Linked DNA regions of Mus musculus: regions 1 and 3 are each linked to region 2. A link is a contact called in public Hi-C and promoter capture Hi-C data. All regions are on one chromosome and are shown on one strand. The core of a region is the stretch at or near the end of the contact, and the rest is flanking DNA. Distances in the headings are between cores, read along the strand shown. Region 1 has its middle 81 kb from the start of Kcna4. Region 2 holds the start of Arl14ep (ADP-ribosylation factor-like 14 effector protein). Region 3 has its middle 91 kb from the start of Fshb.

The links. Promoter capture Hi-C pulls out the DNA fragments that hold promoters and counts their contacts. Hi-C and Micro-C count contacts between places; a contact is called where the count stands out from the background.
Region 1: a contact with region 2 is called in a Hi-C map of bone marrow-derived macrophages, with 3 times the contacts expected there. The contact joins the enhancer-like site here to the promoter of Arl14ep in region 2. A contact is called at or near these places in 2 of 39 promoter capture datasets (both in the 3T3-L1 cell line), 3 of 484 Hi-C or Micro-C datasets (bone marrow-derived macrophages, cortical neurons and group 2 innate lymphoid cells) and 1 of 9 other capture datasets (adipose tissue).
Region 3: a promoter capture Hi-C map of hippocampal neurons shows a contact between it and region 2, with 2.1 times the contacts expected there. The contact joins the enhancer-like site here to the promoter of Arl14ep in region 2. A contact is called at or near these places in 3 of 39 promoter capture datasets (the 3T3-L1 cell line and hippocampal neurons), 1 of 15 datasets of contacts at CTCF or cohesin (the NIH/3T3 cell line) and 1 of 115 datasets of contacts at active chromatin or transcription factors (the NIH/3T3 cell line).

The regions. Positions count from the first base shown.
Region 1 is chr2:107,208,217-107,210,916 of GRCm38.p6, reverse strand. No RefSeq gene overlaps it. Among named protein-coding and RNA genes, the nearest start is that of Kcna4, 81 kb to the left of the region's middle. Within about 2 kb of position 1,401, at least 5 of the 459 cell types and tissues checked have an H3K27ac peak or open chromatin away from gene starts, as enhancers often do. A contact at or near this core is called in bone marrow-derived macrophages and group 2 innate lymphoid cells, where this site is marked.
Region 2 is chr2:106,973,063-106,975,774 of GRCm38.p6, reverse strand. It overlaps Arl14ep (ADP-ribosylation factor-like 14 effector protein), which reads left to right and starts at 1,378. Exons shown (of 5, transcript NM_001025102.2): 1 at 1,378-1,503.
Region 3 is chr2:107,149,002-107,151,835 of GRCm38.p6, reverse strand. No RefSeq gene overlaps it. Among named protein-coding and RNA genes, the nearest start is that of Fshb, 91 kb to the right of the region's middle. Within about 2 kb of position 1,270, at least 11 of the 459 cell types and tissues checked have an H3K27ac peak or open chromatin away from gene starts, as enhancers often do. A contact at or near this core is called in hippocampal neurons, where this site is marked.

The DNA of each region.
Region 1 (2,700 bases), core at 152-2,651, 240 kb before region 2:
ACCCTTTCTCTAACTTATGAGGTTCCTCCAAGTGACAAAGCTCCCAATTAAATGCTTGAAGTTGACATAGATTTTTCAACTTCTCAGGCGTGGAGTAAAGGCATGCCTTGTTACAAATGTCATTTTGACTCTTCCTGACAACATAAGGACAGCCCTATTGACTTGCAAAAGAAAGCCTGTCCTCATTCTCAAATGGAAAATTGTCTCTGGGTATTCTGTATAAAAGATGTTTTGTGTAATTGGAAGACAAGATGAGAATGAATAGAAATTCAAAATGAATTCTCTCTTGCTACATATCTTATTTTATTCAGCATATAATTAAGAGAAGGACTTGGCACTTATCTTTGAAAGAGAGGATAGAACTCCTCAATGAACTTTGAATATTCAACCACCAAGGTTTCTGTTTCTGAATGAACAGCTTAGTTAAGGTTTTGTTCATATACATTGAATACCACCCAATGAAGCCTAATTTACAGTTATCAGAGTTTATGACTAGCACACATCTTTCCCCTTTTGTCCATGATGCAATCCAAAGAGTTTCCATACTATTCCAATAGAGTAAATTCAAGCTACTAAAAAGTTTCAAATATGTTTTTCCTAGTTTCAAGATTAAGGGGATTAGGGACAGCTGCATTTTAATATGGTCTTTTCTTTGTATGACAATCTGATTCTGACAAATTTACTCTCTAGAATATCTACCTACTTGGTAATTTCCATGAGTCTCTTAGGAAAAAGTGAGCAAATACATAGAATCAGCTGGGATAGAATCTAGCCAGAGTAAGTACTCAATGAAATACTGAACTGAATCAGAATTCTCCCCTGCAAAGGGGAATATTATTCTTCTTCCCTACCCTGACCATTCCCTAATTTTCTAAAAGTTACATCAGCAAATCCCTCAGAGAATCTCTCCCCCTTTTTAAGGGGATGGTGGAAGTAAGAGCTTCAGAAATGGTCTGGAAGAAGTGGTGATTTATATAAGGTCAAAGCTGAGTAGAAATAGGTGAGATCTACCTCAAAGAAATAGCTACTAAACAGAGTATCAGAAAAACCAAGAAGGCATGTGTAGAGTGTAACTATCTCTATAAGGGTTTAATATTCTTCGCAGTACAAAAACATACCCAACAAAGGGAGATGCAAACATATTCAACAAAGGGAAATTTACATATTCCATAGTAAATTTTTATATTCTCCTTCCTTATATTTGTAGATCCCTCAATCACCTTCAAAGCAAAATCTTAGCTGGAATTTCAGTAAATCACAATATCTGTCACATCCTGAGAATGTCACAGTCTGCTGACCCAACAAACCTTTTAACAGTGTTCTCTTGCTCAGATTCTAAGACATTTCTTGAGTCAGAGAAAGAGGAACTAGAATTGGTACATTTATTATGACACATGAGATCCTGCCTGACATCACAGCCGATGTTCCTTCATTGACTCAAAATTTAGAGTTAAAACATCTCCTTCCTCTAAGTCTGCTCCATAAATACCATGCTCTGTATACAATGGTCCCCAGTAAGCACAGATGACTAATTCCTTGCTGCTCTTTGTTAAAGAACTCTGAGTTCTTTAATCCCAACTTTGTGAAGTTTTTTTTTTTTTTTTTGCCATGGGCCACAGAGAAATTTTATCTCTGCATTCATGCCTTGTTCTAGTGTATCGAAAATAAGTGGAGTCTCTTTCTTTAGCCATTAAATCTAATCTTGACTACATAGCTTGCTTTGGTAAAAGGCAATTTTAAAATGCTACACAGGCAGTAGAGGGAGAAGTGTTAGTTCAGTGTCTCCTCTTTTCTTCTGATGACCTGCAAGCATGTTGGGGAAAGCCCAAGCTAGATTATGAGTGATAAACAGAAGTCAGTAGAGATGGGGCTCACTGACAAAACCAGCCTGACAGATACTGAACACAAAATGGGGACTATCATATGCTGACTATCCTGTCAGCTGCCTGCAGAGCTGGTATTATTTTAGGCTACAACATATTGGAGTGGTTTCCCATGAAGCAACAGATCACAAATATTTCTGGCTTGGCAGTTCATCATCATCGACCTTCCATAGATAATAGGTTTTGACTTCTAATTGAAATTCATTAGATAGTGTAGTTAATATATTTGTCCATATATTTATGTTTTATTGTCAGTTGCTTGTGTGAACAAGTAAAATAAGTAGAACTCATAAAATAACACAACTAAAGAATAGAAACAAATAATAGGGATAAGGTTAAAAATTAAAAATGGGAACCTTTAAGATGAAATGAAACATACAAGTATGCTGGATATAAAGGACTATTGTGTGGATAGGATTTATTCAACATTTTTATTATATTTATTTTTTGAACAGAAAAACATTAATTTTTTAATACATTACGCAAACTCTAGAGCTAATATTTTGGGATGGTGATTAACTTTTTCAACTTTAAAAAATCTACATAAATGAAAAGTACAATTGTATCACTATATAAAACTATATTTAAAACAATCTCTACATTAATGAAGAAAATGTCAGTGCTATAATGTAATACATTCTATTTATATGATGATACATAGTGATCTTTTGGAGTTCAAGATGACCACTCAGACTCTATCAAGATTTTAATCATCCAAATCTCATTTAAATTACTGCTGACCATAGCTCCCTTAGTTGGACTGTGGCCCAGCTAAAGTGGAGGGGAGCTTTTAAAGGCATAAGCTACAAGTCATTGT
Region 2 (2,712 bases), core at 129-2,628:
CTGCCTTTACGTGAGAGAAGGTAGAAGGGAGTGGAATCTCTGCCTAGCTGTAGGCATGCCCTAGTCTCTTCCCTTAAGGTCTAATCCAATGGGGCAGGTCAGGGTCTGGCTGGGAGACATCTACTAGGAAGGTAGGTTCAGCTTAAGAGCAAGTTTTCCCTTCCCAGACTCCTTCCAATGCCCCATTCAGTCCTAAGAGCAGAGCCTTGGTTAGGTTTGGCTGACCTCAATGGGTCTGACCTGCTTTCTGAGGCACGACAAAAAAACTGTGTAACTATTTATTGTTCCATCTTTTTCCTTCAGGTGCTGGCCAGAGCTCTCTAACTTAGCATTAGACTTCCTCCTCTTTGCGGAAGTTCCACCTCTCACCCCAAGGCTGTCTGCCACTGAGGCCGGTCATATTTATACTCTACATCTTCCTCTTTGGGACAACTTAAAGATTAACAAATTGCCTGCTCTTGGGTTTTCTTTTTAAAATTCTAATAAGTTGTCCTTGAGTTGTTCTGTTTTAGTTTATTCTTTTATTAATAAAACTAAGATCCCCAGGAAGGAACCCAAATTCCTAGGTTATCATATGTTGACTCTGCAGGGACACCCAAAAATTTCAGGTAATGCTGTCCTCCTTTTTAATCCTTGAGCTGACAAAGAGAACCGAACCCAGTCCTGCACTTCTAGATGACATCACTGGAGGTGGAGTTGATCCAAACACACCATATGTGTCAAATTCTCAAAACCAAGAAAACGTTATATTCATAGCCGCGTGGACTACCTATAGAGTTCTAGGGTCCAGCCTCAACTACCTGGCTGCAACCTTGTCCCAAAATTAAAACAAAAACTCACGCACCTCAAAACAACAATGATTACACCTCTTCTCTCCACCCCCAAAATGTAAAGGTTAATTTCCTGTGGTGTACCTTTTACTCAAAGATCTAGACTTTTTTTTTTTTTTTACAATATATAATAGAGAGAGCGTTTTAGAATATGTTTAGTTGGAATGGATCAAAAAATAAAATGTGAGACTTTAAATAAAAGGTCCATTCCTTGAGTTGCATTTAACTCTCCTCCAGGATTAGGGCTATCTAGGTGCGTTTGTTTGGTGTCCTGCACAGAACAGATTTGCAAACGAAGTAAAGGAAACCTGTGTTTGCTAAGGGCCTCCAAGAGCCTCCCAATTCCCCAACCTCAGGAGAGGATACAAGTTCCCCAAGGCGGGCGAGCAACTGAAGCAACTCTTGCGTTGGATTGAGTCATCCCCCCTTGTCCCCCGCACCCAGCCCTTCCTCCTCCGGAGGCCTCCGGGCTGGCTTCCGCTCTAGGCTCCTCCTGGTTCCTCTCCATGGTACAAGCGGTCTCTCTAGCCGCCCTCGCCGTCCTCTCGGTTTCTGCGCGGGGCCGGCGGTGGTGTGGAAAGCCGAGCTTGGCCTGTGCAGAGACGGTGCTTCCGGAGCCCAGCGGAGACCCGTGGCAGCTCAGGTGGACCGGGCCGGGTCGGGCCGTAGGGCTGTGAGTGGACTCTACCGATGGCACTTGAATGTGGGAGGCCGCGGTGAACCGGGAGGAGTGTTGGGAGGGGAGGCTTGTACGGCGGAAGGGGCTTGTAGCAGCCTGGCACCCGGCTCTACCCTGCACACAGTAGGTCCGCCACTGCATCAGATTGCAGGGTTTTATTTGAACCAGGGCCTCGCCACTGCTGAGCTTCATCCTCAGCTTCTTTGTGAGGACTCACTCGTGCCAAATGTCCTAAACTACCCTCCAACTCATCAAGCCCCTCCTGAGTAGCTCAGATTACAGAAACGAGTAACCAGGCCTGGGGCTTTTAAGTTTTGTTGTTTTGTTTTGTTTTTTGAGACAGTTTCTCTGTGTAGTCTTGGCTGACTTGGAATTCTCTATGTGGACGAGGCTAACCTAGAACTCACAGAGATCCGCCTGCCTCTGCCTCCCAAGTCTAACTTTAAAAACATTTTGTTTTATTACTTTATTTTGTATGGATGGATGTCTTGCCAGTATGTATGTGCCAGCAGTGCGTGGCTGGAGCCCCGACAGATCAGAACAGGGCGTCGGATTACCTTGAAACTGGAGTTACAGGATAGTCTGAGCCACCGGCGTGGGTGCTGGGAATTAACTTGGGTCTTCTGGAACCATCTCTCCAGACCGTCTTTAAAATTCACAATCTTCGCAGTTCTAACCGTGTGATATTTAGTTACGCACTTTGGTGGGTTGAGGGTTTCATTTGTTTCGTTTTGTTTTAAATTTTTTTCTACCCTAGTGCTGTTGATTATGTCTGATGAGTTGAGGCATTGGCAGAGAGTAGGGGCATTAATGAGTGAATCCCACGCGGGGTTGTGGTGGGGATCATTGCAGAGAAGTGGGATCCGATCACATCGATTTCAAGGAGAGTCTGCCATTTGGGACTCTAGGAATTTCTGACCTTGTGTTTATTCAAAAAATTTCTAAAGAGTAAAGTGTCAGAATTTGCTAATTAGAGAAGCCTTGGCTGTTGAGGGAATCCGGTAGTGCCTTGCCTTTGGAGCTTTGCATATAATGCACTAACAAGTAGCAGAGTATGGTGTTGCTGTAAAGCAGAAAGACTGGAAGTTTACTCTTTTACATAGGTTGATGGAAACCTCCGAGGTGAAGGAGGAATTAGTGATGCTTGAAGAATTGATACGAACAAGTGGGGTATACAGATGACTGGATCCCATGGTGGCTGGA
Region 3 (2,834 bases), core at 21-2,520, 180 kb before region 2:
CCCTAGGCCTAAACCTGCACTATAGAAATATCTGTCTTGAATGGCATTGCCCCTCTAATCCCCCAATACAGATGTCTCTTTTTGGCTACAAATTACCTACCAAAACTGTAATAGGAATGGTGTATATAATATGGTGTAATACATGGTGTAATAGGGTATGTATATAAAATTCACCATACCCTAACTTCTGGTATGAAGCCAAAACAGGTAACTGAATGAGAGAAGAGGTGTGTATCTCCCCATGATTCTAAAATATAAAGAATACTTTATCATAGAAACTTGTCCTTGATATCCCACAATCTCATTACCTCTAGCATGCTGGCTTGGAGGATTTTCACCTTTATTTTTTTTTATCATTTGTATAAGTATATGCCAGTGTGGTATTTCCTGTGTGAACACAGATGGGCTCATCCATGCTTGCACATGTAAAGGTTGATGTCACATATCTTACTCATCCACCCTCGGCTTATTTTTTGAGACAGGGTCTCTCACTGAACCTGAAGCCCACTGTTTGGACAAGACTGGCTGGCCAGGGAACAGTAGAGATCCTCTTGTCGCTGTTCCCACTCACCAGCTCCAGCTCTGTTCCCACTCACCAGCTCCAGCATGCCATTTTATGTTAGTTTGGAAGATCTGAACCAAAGTCTTTTTGCTTGCCCAGCAAGTACTTTGCCCACTGAGGCACTGCCAAGCCCACATATTCTATTTCCTGTCTGTTATCCAGCTCACTAATAGTAACAATCAATTTGGGGTGATTTCACAAAAAAAAAAAAAAAAAAAAAAAAAAAAAACAAGAGAGAAATAAACAAAAATGTGCTGAGTGACAAAGTATCAGAAAGGCTGTACATACTATAAGTGGGCAAGCCATTAGACTTGAGACTCTGCATCTCCTGACATTCATTTTTGATATTGTAGAAATGCAGTTGATTGGTTTTCCATCTATGTCTGGCTTTGTGACTGTGGGTGCTTGACAATTGCCAGCTCCTTTGTATAATGATAGCAGAGAGAAAGAGACAAGTGATCAATGATTCTTTTGGCCTTAAAGTTCGTGATCCATCATCTAAATTGATATTTTAAGTAGTGAAGCTGAAAAATGAAATTATTGTAATTAATATTTAAACACAGAAAGTGTTGCGTGATGAAGGACCTAGCCCAGACTTTAAACATTTGGAGGAAGCATTTGGCTAGTTCAGAGCATGTACTTTAATCAGCCTACCTGCCTACACTTTTGGAAAACAGTTTATAATTGCAGAATTGGAGGAGACTGAATTTGATCACAATCCCAACTGCCACTCAGTATATTCTTTGCCAGCACAAAGTAGCTTTATACAATTTTACTGTCTCCTCGTTCCAAATGCAATTTCAAAGCCAGCAAAGTCAGAACTGCCGCTGCAGTTGACAATTTTCTTTATCAAATGATTCAGCCTTAAATGTCCCTTCTCAGTCCTCCATTTGCTCATGTCAATATGCCTGCCTCTGTCTCTGCCACTCTCCAGCTCTTGAAGTCAAACCTGCTCAAATTACTTGCCTGTTATTTTTGCAAATATTTCTCCAAGTGATAACCTTTCTGAGCACTCAGGACTCTGCCTATTTTGAACAGGCTATCTTCCTTAATGAATAGCATTTTCTTTGGAAATAATAAGGCAATCTAATTACCTTCTTGAGTGTCTCATATCTTTGTCCTCTTGCAGTTTCTCTGCTTGAAATGGTGCTTAGCCAACTGTTGGCATAGCTACATTCTTCTTATCGCTCACATTTCAACCCACATACTACTATCTCCATGAGGCTTTTCCTGATCCCCACCTCTCCAACAACTGCCATCTTCCATTATCTCCTTATCTGCTCCCAAATTAAGCTTACCATTACATCATGCCTGGGTGGCTTTTGCGATCTCTGTAATTAAATATAATTGTACAAGGGCAGGGATTATTTTTATAATATTCAGGATCTCATTAGTATCTTGAATATCTAGAACTATGATGAGACAAAGGAGTTCCCAGGGAATATTGTTTAAATGGATGAACAAACGAAGAAGGTAAAGGGAACAATGCAGGAAATACAGTTGTCCTGTCTTAAAGAGTTGCCTCGACTCTAGCCACTGTTGCAGCCACGGGCAGGATTCTTCTCACAGTGAGAAACAAGATCGTCTTGTGTGAAAACACCCAGGTTAAAATTTAAATTGTGCCATTTACTAACTCTAGGATTTCAGCAAGTCCCTGGCCTGGCCAAACACAATTTTTACTTAGAATAGACTGTACAGGGTAGCTGTGAGAATAAAATGAGCTCATGTCTAAAAATGTACATTATGGTTGCGCAATAAATATTAATTACTGTCATTTCTATCTCCACATGCTCCCAGCCCCAAGCTTAAATGTGCCAGTTTTCCTTTAACACTTTGGCTCAAGTGTGCACAAAAACATCTTCTCTTGGTTCTCCTTAGCACATCTGAGACAGGCTGGCACTTTACTAATTGCTTGGGGAAAAAACAAAAGGTAATTAAATACAAGGCAGGATGGGGCAGGATAGCTAGCCCAGAACAAGACCTGCCTTCCATTGTAGCTGAGTTTCTCAGACCCAAAGACTGATCTCTCTGAATGGATCCCAAAAGGAAAGATATGCTGGGGAACAAACTAGGTTTTGCTTGTTTGTCCATTCATTCTTTCCTTTATTCATTTATTGAAAATTGACTGCATCTTAATGACCAGCAGCCAATTGGTCGCACTCCATTTAAACCAATTGGTAAAAACCTTAGCTTGAGGCAGAAGAGTGTCAGAAATGATAGGAAATACAAGGGGATAGAGGTAAAAATTGTCATCCTCCTGGAAGTAAGGATG